Linked DNA regions of Ovis aries: region 2 is linked to region 1. Evidence: chromatin contacts called from public Hi-C data. All regions are on one chromosome and are shown on one strand. The core of a region is the stretch at or near the end of the contact, and the rest is flanking DNA. Distances in the headings are between cores, read along the strand shown. Region 1 has its middle 78 kb from the start of PRKCQ. Region 2 holds the start of SFMBT2 (Scm like with four mbt domains 2).

The links. A called contact is a pair of places that touch in the nucleus more often than the background predicts.
Region 2: a Hi-C map of liver shows a contact between it and region 1, with 6 times the contacts expected there. The contact joins the promoter of SFMBT2 here to the enhancer-like site in region 1. A contact is called at or near these places in 3 of 16 Hi-C or Micro-C datasets (hypothalamus, liver and tail adipose tissue).

Annotation. Positions count from the first base shown.
Region 1 is chr13:11,452,256-11,457,070 of ARS-UI_Ramb_v3.0, reverse strand. No RefSeq gene overlaps it. Among named protein-coding and RNA genes, the nearest start is that of PRKCQ, 78 kb to the right of the region's middle. Within about 2 kb of position 2,735, at least 1 of the 54 cell types and tissues checked has an H3K27ac peak or open chromatin away from gene starts, as enhancers often do. A contact at or near this core is called in liver, where this site is marked.
Region 2 is chr13:11,931,608-11,936,608 of ARS-UI_Ramb_v3.0, reverse strand. SFMBT2 (Scm like with four mbt domains 2) reads left to right here and starts at 1,344. Exons shown (of 21, transcript XM_027976510.2): 1 at 1,344-1,500.

The DNA of each region.
Region 1 (4,815 bases), core at 1,486-3,985:
GGTTCGATTCCTGGGTTGGGAAGATCCCCTGGAGGAGGGCATGGAAACCCACTCCAGTATTCTTGCCTGGAGAGTCCCCGTGGACAGAGGAGCCTGGCGGGCTGCAGCCCATGGGGGTCCCAAAGAGTCGGACACACCTGAGCCACTAAGTACAGCGAAGCACAGCAGGGAAGATGAATAATTTCTAGTCCACAGTATCGTGCTTCTAGCGAGAGTAACAGAATGATAAGTAAAGACGGACTATGAAGACCAAAATATTTTTAATTTATATACATTTTATATAAAAATATATATACGTGCCATTTTGTTGCTTTTTAAAGTTGGCTAAGTCATGTCTGACTCTTTGCAATCCCACAGACTGCATTACTCGAGGCTCTCCATCCTTCACTATACCATCATGGGGTCGCAAAGAGTCGGACACGACTGAGCAACTGAACTGAACTGAACGGATATGTAATACATTTTCACTTTTATATATATACATTTTATACACACACACATATTCTGACTTTCTGTGTCAAGGTTTTGCTGAACATTCCAAAGCATGTGTATCTTTGTGCGATTCCTAGATTATATGTTGCGACATAAGAACATCAGAATTTTATATCTGGTAAGGGTCTTGGAAAGAATTTAGCTCAAACCCTTTATTATGCAGATAAAGAAACAAGAAATACTTTCCCAGGGCCAGGAATCTGTTTTCCTTTTATTACAGTTCAACAGGAGCAAATGAGAGTCGGATCACGAAATGAGACACCCCGTGGGATTGGGGGTGATGCCTGTGGCAGAGGCCATGGCCGGCTCTGTAAACTGGGTGCTATTTTTGCTGACCTGGATATCAGGTGGTCCATACACTGTATTGCTCTATATAACATTAGCCTCACACTGAAAAATCATACATATTTTATGGTTGGCACCTTACTTTCAGAAATTCGTAGTTGGATAGCACAATTACATGAGTTTTGGGGGCAAGCTTTCTTCTAAACGCTTAAGCATCCCCTGTACCGAGCAAAATGATAATTGCTTTTGAAATTATTTGAATCTGGATTTAAAGAACATTTCACTCTTTTCATTTATAAAGAAATTATTATAGGGTAGGAACCAAATATTTTTTCTGTAAATCTGTCTGAAACTGTTTTGAGACCATTAACCAGTTTTCAAAGAATTTTTTGTTTAGCAAAGAGGAGTTTCGAAATGTTTTCAAAACTGCAGAGCTAAAATTTTTCAGAAAATGCGTTTTCTCTGAAAGCTTTTTGTTGTTGTTGTTAATGGCCATAGCTTTTCTGTATACTTGCCTATGCTGTGTCAGACTTTTATCGCAGAGAACAGGCTAAAGAGAAGTGGATACAAAGGTCATTATGATTTCCAAATTAAAAGATTTTTCCATTACAAAAATAACACATTCAAAAAAAGAAAGCTTAAAAATGCACCAGTCCATGAGCAGAATGCCCACAAGAACCCGCTACTAAAAAAATATAAACCATATTGCTGCCGTTTCCTGCTAATAAGCATTGCAAAGCAGTGAGATTTTCTAATTTTCTAGTTCTTGTTTTTCACGACAACATCTGTTGACCTGAAACCGGCACTGAGCATAACACACATGTGCCAGAAATTGCCAAGGTAGACGGGCCCCCAAACGAGGTGGGTGCCAGGCAGGAACAAGAGGGAGGAAAAACAAGAGCGGGATTTGTTGCAATTGTTGTTGTTTGTGCTTTTAAAAATAAGTTTTAAAACCCGGAAGCAGAATACAAAATAGCCACGGTAAGATCAAATTGACACTGAGCAGATACGGGCAGATGGAGGCTCTCTGTACAAATTTACCAAGTAGTCGCTTAGTAGATGGAGCTGAGTTTGCAAGGTCATGACCATCCCCAAGCTAATGACCCCTTAGAGATTTTATCATCTTTCGCTCCAAAAACTGGCAACATGTGCCGTTAAATATTTACAGTTTTTGCTTGCTTTGTTTCGTAAATCTGCTTCAAAGGTCAGGAACACCCAATTCTATAGTGCTATGCTGTTATTTCTTCTGCCACAAAACAGATCCTGACTGTTCCCAGGCGTCTAAGCCAAGATAATAATGAGTTCCGTAGAGAATGAACTTACGGTTGCCAGTGGGAAGGATGGGAAGCAGGGATAGTTAGGGAGTTTGGGATCGACATGTATGCTCTGCCATATTTAAAATGGATAACCGACAAAAGACCTGTACAGCACGTGGAACTCTGCTCAGTGTCATGCGGCAGCCTGGGTGAGAGCGGAGTTTAGGGGAGAATGGATACATGTATATGCATGGCTGAGTCTCTTTGCTGTTCACCTAGAATATCACAACGCTGTTAACTGGCTATAGCCCAATACAAAACAAAAACAGTTTTGAATATAATATAAAAAGTCAAAGAATGACAGATAAGAAGAGGAGGGAGTTTTACGTGCATAGTGATAAAGAACCTGCCTGCCAGTGCAGGATATATGAGACATGGGTTTAGTCCCTGGGTTAGGAAGATCCCCTGGAGGAGGGCATGGCAGCCCACTCCAGTATTCTTGCCTGGAGAATCCCATGGACAGAGGAGCCTGGCAGGCTACAGTCCATAGGGTCGCACAGAGTTGGACATATATGAAACGACTTAGCCCACGTGCCTTCTGTCAAAGTGTCTGATATTTTTGGAACTAACCTTTAAACAGTACTTGGTGGAGGCATAAGATCATTGGAGATTTGACTCTGGACTATTTGTTCTGGCTTTTGGCTCAATAGGGTGTGTGTCGATTAAGTAATGTGAGAGTGAATACAAAAATCTCAGGGCAAAAAGCTTGCTATACCCACCATTTCTTTTGTTGTTTCAGGAAAGTGTTTTTATTTCTAGTGACATGATATTTTGGAAGAGAACGTGGATTGAATAAAAAAAATAATTGTGTTCCCTGCAAGAAAGGCCTTCTTGTTGCATTGCGACAGATAGTTTTATTGAACCATAAGTCTCTGAAACTAATGACTACCTCTGGCCTGGGTTGGAAAGAACCTACCATCCAATTAGAGTTTCCAGAATCATTTCTTTCTCCTCTTTAGAGCAGGGGGCAGGCAGTAGAAGGAAGAAATAATTAGCAAAAACAGCAGGGCCAGCATATTTATTTTATACTAGATGATGACGCTGAGTTCCACTGCGTGAAAGAAATAAGGGAATTTGATGGGAATTCTGACTGCTGATGTTTCTGTCTATCTGAAGCATTTTGATATTGTTGAAAAAACCCTCTCACAAGGGAGGGAAACTGAAAAATGGCTAAGAACCAAGATAACTGATGGTAAGCAAAGCCCGTAAGGTTTTGTTTCTCAGACCCTGACAGTGTTGATTGCATGTGCTCTGCCACTAAACGAGAACATGGACTGGAAATAGAAATGGAACCCCTAGGACTGGTCTTCTGCCTCAGTTTCCCCAGGGAGCACTCGGGAGCAGCGCTCCAGATGAGCAGGGCTCGCGCTCCAAATGCCAGTCCAGAAGCATCCAGACTCCTGCCTCCCCGGGGGTTATACCCCATCACGACAAGCCTTTTGGGGGATGCTATGTCACTGTCCCCAGCCTCTTCAACCTTGCAGCCGGGCCTCTGTGCTGCAGACGCCTACATGAAGTGGACCCGACCGTGGGGTCTTGTCATGGGCCACAGCCGGGCCAGTCCTGTCTGCTCTGCCTCCCTTTCTCCTTCCAGGTGTGTTTACCTGGAAAGCAATGTAATTCCCAATCAAAGCCCGCAAACCCCATTAGGCTCCACTTTCCATCTCCGGGATAAAGTGCCAAGAAGGGCTAGGGAACACCCTTGGGAAGATACCCCTGGAGCTTCATTCATTCCACCTCATTTGCCCTCCAGATCCAGACTGACTGACCAGCGATTTGGAGTGACCATTCTCACTGCTCTACCAACCCGACATTGACAGATGACACAACTCTGCTTTCTAAGTGATGGCGGTCCCCATCCCTCTGACCGGGACCTTTTTATTTAAACTATATGAGCACAAGGGTCCACTTGAATGTCCCGAAGATAAGCCCAGTTCTGCTCTAGACGCAAGGAGCCTCAGACAAAGGGTGAGGCTCAGTGGACGCTGCACTGGATGGGTCTCTGCATACCCCCAGCTCACATGCCCCTTCCACCGGTGCTCCAAATGTGCTTTATCAGATGAAAGGCAGATGGACACCAGCAACTCGCTTCATTTTGATCTTGTCTGAGCTCCCCTCCAAAACACTTTTGGGTTGAATGCTGTGAGCTGGGAAGCAAGGGATAAGGGCCTAGAGAAAGCAGCTCTTGAGGTCATTGGTTAGACCCTGTAATACAGCCAGGTGGCATCCATGACCACTGACACCCAGGAAATACTGGAATCCATTCCTTTCTCCAACACCCCACGTAGGGTGAGGCAGGCTTTGTGGCAGCTGATGCCCTATTCCGTTCTGTCACCTCGTGGCAAGTCTCATCTGAGATGTAGCCCCTGGCAAAGTTCTACCCAGAGACTGGAATGGCACGGTAAGCTCCTGGTGAAGCTCCTGGCTCCATTCTTTGGGGCCTCCCTCCCCGTCTTCCCAAATACAAATATTTGTACCATTAAAAAATAACTTTATAGAGGTTTCCATGTGTGGTCCAGGGCAAAGATTCCATGCTCCCAGTGAAGGGGGCCCAGATTCAATCCCTGGTAGGGAAAACTAGATCCCACATGCCTCAACTAAAGACCCCACACAGTCAAATAAAGGCATAAATATATACTTTTAATAGCTTAATACAGAAGAGCATACACTGTAAGTACATACTGCCTGATTCTTAAACAATAACTAATCTATTAAAATTTTT
Region 2 (5,001 bases), core at 95-2,594, 480 kb before region 1:
GGTCTGGGAAGGAGACTCTGGATGGAGTATGACCTGTGAGTCGCTTGCCCTTCCTTTGTTGAGCCTCAGGGGCACTCAGAAAGCGTGACAAGACGAAGGCTCCCTCCAAGAGCTATCGTAGAGCGTTCACCAAGACGTGAGGAGACGCCGCTTGCCCAGGCTGCAAACACGAGGGCTCTCACCGCCGCGGAAGTCCCCCAGGATCTCCGAGCTCCACCCACCATTTCGGTGCAAGGGCACTCGCGACCGCAGGGCTTGGCCGGAGGAGTTTCCGGGCACATCCCTCCAGTGGCTCTTCTACACCAGCTCGGGTCCCGCCGTCGGGGAGAGGACCCAGCGGGCAAGACCCCTGCCGGTCCCGCGCGCGCTCAAACTCTAGACTTCCTCTCTGCATCCCTGGTCCCTGCCCTGTCCCTCGCCCTTGGGAGCATCCACTTATCCTTCGGGGACCCTACGGGCCTGAGCACAGGGGTCCTCGAGATTAGCCGGGGTGACCGGGCGTGGGAGGGCGGGCGGAGCTGGGAACGCGTAGCAGTGTCCGGGGTGAGAGAGCTTCCCGACCCCTGGGCCAGGGGAGGGACTCGGAGAGAAGGTCCGTAGGAAGGAGATGGACACAGAACTGGAAGACTCGGGGGGGGGGGGCGGGGAGATTTACCCCTTGTGGTAAGAGAGCAAAAACCCTGCCCAAAGTGCTGGCTCTCCATTTCCCGTGGAAATAAATTCTAGCCTCCAGCAAGATCTCCTCGCTCCTCAGTACAGCAAAGCCCACCTTCGGAAGTTCTCGGTCTGACCCACTCGGGCGTCACCAGCACTTCCTCACTGGGACATTCCTTTCGGTCTCTGTCCTGCCACCGCTCCGGCCAGGGAGATCCTCTTTGTCGTCCCCCCACCCCCAACGCCCCAGGCAAAGTGCACGCCGACCCGCACACGCCGCACGGAAACCCTGCCCCGCGCAGGTGCTGTGTCTCTAGTTCACTCCCTCGGTCGCCGAGGGCCACGCTTTCCTCGGGCAGGATCCTTTTCCCGCCCTCCAAGAGCCAGCCTAGGTCAGGTGCCCTTCGCTGTCCCCCAGACCTGGACATCCGGAGACGCCGTGGAGACCCTCGTTACCTACGTCCTGCCGATCTCAGCGGCAAGGCTAGTCCAAACAGCCCTGATTGAATTTCCGACTCCTCTGGGCACGTTTCCCAGGAAAAACCTTTCTCTGGCCCCCTCCCGCCACCCCTAAAGGCCTCAGAAAATACTTGAATCTCCATAGAAAAGGCACAATTTAAGAGCGGGGTGGGGCACAGTGGGCGGGTCCCGGGTCTCGGAGCGGATTGAATTTCTTTCCGCTGGCTACCAGCATTCCGCGGATAAAGCGCAAGTTTGTGCATTTAGTCCACGGAGGGCTTGTAAACCGACAGGACCGAAAGTGCCCCGTGAGTTGCGGAGTTTGTCTAGATTTCCCTGCAGATGGATTTGCGAAAGCGCCTGTGATGGGAACTTTCTGCAAATCGGGTATGGAGGGAGCTAAAGGGAAAAAGCGAGGGGAGTCGGACGGGGAGGGGCAGTGGGAACGTGGGGTGTTTGTATGTGAGTGTGTGTGTGTGTGTGTGTGGGGGGGTGGCGATGAGCCCAGGCGCGGGGGCGTCCCAGCGGGGGTAGGGGAAGGGGTGCAACGTCCCTCTGGCTAATTGGCTTAAGACGTGCCGCAAGCACTTGGAAAAGGTCGTTGAAGGAGTTCGCTGCGCGCACACACAAAATAATAATCTTAAAAAAGAGTGCCGGGCATGCGCACAGAGAGGATGCCATATTGGAATGAGGCTGTAGTGGGAGTCCGAGCCGCGGAGCGGGCGCGCAAGGGAGGCGGCGGGCGGGGAGCGAGCGAGGCGCAGCGAGCGGGTGAGGCCGGCGTCCCCCGCCTCGGCGGCGCCCCGGCCTCTGTCCACGCCGCGGGGAGGACGAACTTCACCAGGTAGGACCCCGCGCCGGCCGCTGTCCCCGCGCCCAGCCCGCCCCGCGAGGGGACCTCCGGCCCGCAGGTTGAGTGCGCCGGTCAGCTTCTCCTTTTCCAGCTCCGAGAAAAAGGGAAGCTGGATTGGGCTCGGGGTGGGGGTGGGGGGGGGCGAAGGAGGGGGTGCAGTGGGAGAGAAGCGAAAGGGCAGGACTGGAGGAGAAGGCGACAGCTCTGGAGCAGATCCCCAAACTCCGCGCTGTGCTCCGGGTTGTCATTTTTGCTCCCCCTCGTCCCCTTCCTCCAGGTCCCTCGGCTTCGCAAAGCCCGGCCTCACGGGAGTCTGTCCGTAGTTGGAAAGCGTACTCCTCTCCGGGTGCACAGTGTCCCCTCCCGCCGCCCACCTTCCTCATTTGTGCGCTCATTTTGGCGACGCAGCCGCCCTTGCTACCCCGCGTTGGGGTCTCTTTCTTCCTTTTTTTTTTTTTTTTAGATGGTGTGTGTGTGTTCGGGGTGGCAGGGTGGTAGTGGTTGGGGGAGATGGTGGGGCTAGGACTGGAGACCAGCCATCAAAGGGATTAAAAATCGTGGACATATTTGGACTCGCCGCCCCCCTTAGAAACATTTGCCTGTGTAGCTGAAATGAATTTGTCAGTAGTAGTTTCGGAGCGTGCTCCGGCATGGATGATCTTTTTGTTCTTTTTTTCTTTCTTTTTTCTTCAGCGTTAAAGTCACATCCTGTCCCTTGGGGCTTTCCTGTTGTCTACTCTCATATAACCTCCTTTCACAATTACTAATCTGATCTGGCTTTGGAGTTTATTATTTTTTAAAAATGTGTGTATTAGCAAAATCCGCAAAAAAAAAAAAAAAAAAAAACAACCCACCAAAAAACTGCTGTAGGAACTGTTAGATATATTTGTGGATTTTTGATCCGGAGAAGCAGGACACGATTAGCTGGAGAAAGGGAGCCTTAGCCGAGGGAAGTGGTTGATTTGCGGTGGCCAGACGCGCGCCCAGAGCCGCTCCGTTCTGGTGTTTTCTTGGAAGCCGCGGCGGAGGAGTATTTAGAAGCCTTGCCAGTTTCAATATGGCGGGCTAAGGTGGCTTTTAAAAACTGAAAATAAAGATTTTGAGGTGGGAAAAAACCCAACCGGAGTTGCCATCTGTTAGTTTAAGCTCTCTTTGGCTACTCTAGTAGCTGCTTGAGCGAATTAAAGGGGAAAAAAGAGAAGGAATGAGCTGCCCTAGTTTTTTCCGTGGTTAGAATCTGCGTGTGTCCATTCCTTTGCTAAAGGGGAAAGGGGTACAACTGGCCCGGACCAGGGCATCGGAGCAGGACTGCTCTGCGTGCCTTTGAATCAGTGGGCATACCGGTGTTTGCAGTTGGGTGGGAGTGTCCAAGAGATCCGCCCCAGATTCGTGTGTGCGTCTCCGAACCAGACCCTGCCCTGATTTGACGTGACAAACTGCTGACACGTGGTGCAAAATGCGTGAGGGTAGAGGGAGTGATTTATTTCAGCTTTCTAGGAGACCAGTTCTCTTTCTGTCTCTGTACGCAGGATCCTGTGTGGGTAAAGCCGGGTAGGTGCAGCGGTGTGCCGCTTACTTAAAGGACTCAGTATCCAGGGTTTGGGGGCAATCAGGCTGCAGACGCCAGTGGGGTTGTGTGTGTGTGTGTGTGTGTGTGTGTGTGTGTGTGTGCGCGCGCGCGCAGGGGGCGCGCCGTACTTAGTGGAGGACACCGTGTAGTTTGCGCCGCGGTGGGGTAGAAAGTGGGAGTGGGGGGCGGCGGCGTCCGGGGCGTGGTGGGTGGGGTGGAGTTGGGGTGTGTGAAAGTACATTGGCGGAAGGGCGGGGGCGCACGGCCCTGGCTGCAGAGCGTAGGGTGGAGCGGCGGAGTTGGTTTTGGAGTTGCGCTCTAGGGAAGGTGGGGGATGGGGAGAGCGTTCGCGGAAGAAAGTGCCCCTCGTCCTTGTTGGATCGGCGAGCCTTCCAGGCGATCCAGGGTGTTGCCTTGGGGTTGAAGAGGGCGGCGAGGTGTTGGGGAGAGGCCGACTTCTGGGTCCTCAGAGGGCCTGAGAGTTTGAGGGCAGAGTCGGAGCTTGTAAGTGGAGCCCGAGGGTAAGCGAGCAAACGGAGTTTCCTTAGCTGGAAGGGGTCCCCGACAGGGGTCGCCAGTGGCCAGGATGCAGCCGCGGAGCGATGGTCGCGCAGCGCAGCCTGCAGGGTGGACCAGGGGGATGGGGGCCACACGGCAGCCGCGCGCCATCCCCGGGGCCAGGTTGGGGCAGGTTCGGGGGACTTTACCTGGGCCGGAGAACCTGATGGCGCGTCTGCCTAGTGCGCCAGGAAGATTTTAAGTCTCAGGATTAAAAAGCGCTGGCCAGGTCTGCAGTTATCACAGTGACGTGGGCTCTGGGCATTCGCAGGGACTTCGAGGAAGGATCGAGGGGGTCGACTGTCCTACTTGGACGGTCGCCGCGCCTTCGGACAGTCTGCCCCCTGCGGCGTCCCCAGGGTAGGGCTTGGGAGCAAGCATTCCCCAAATTGGGGACCCCGCGGCAGATTTCTCCTCCTACTGGGCAATGAAGCTGACCCTCAGGCCCAGAGGGGTTTTGCACCCGCGACCCCCAAGCTGAGCGCGCGGCGTGGCGCGTCCCCGGCGCTCCGGTCCCGGGCGTCCCCTCGGCGACTGCTTCCTCGTGGGCTTCGTTCAAGGGGAAACCAGGCTAAAATGGCTCAGTGCTTGTAAACTGCAGTTTCAGCCGGGAACCCCTCCCCTCGTCCTCCTGACGTCGCTGCTGACAAGCGCACAATCCATTCCAACGCCCCGAAACCTGCGATTTTGCACGGAGCTGTGCGGTGGAAGTCAACATACAACCGATTACAAAGAACATTCCCCAGGATTCTCGCGGGGCCCAAGTTTCCCTTCTCGTGGGGAGGAGCGGGCGGAGGGCGGAATGGAGACGAAGTAGGAGCACCGCCGACCCCCCTCCTGGAACCTAGACTGGAGACTGTTGCGCGTGAAAAACCCGGGAGGTGCACGGGAGCAGCGGAGGGCGACC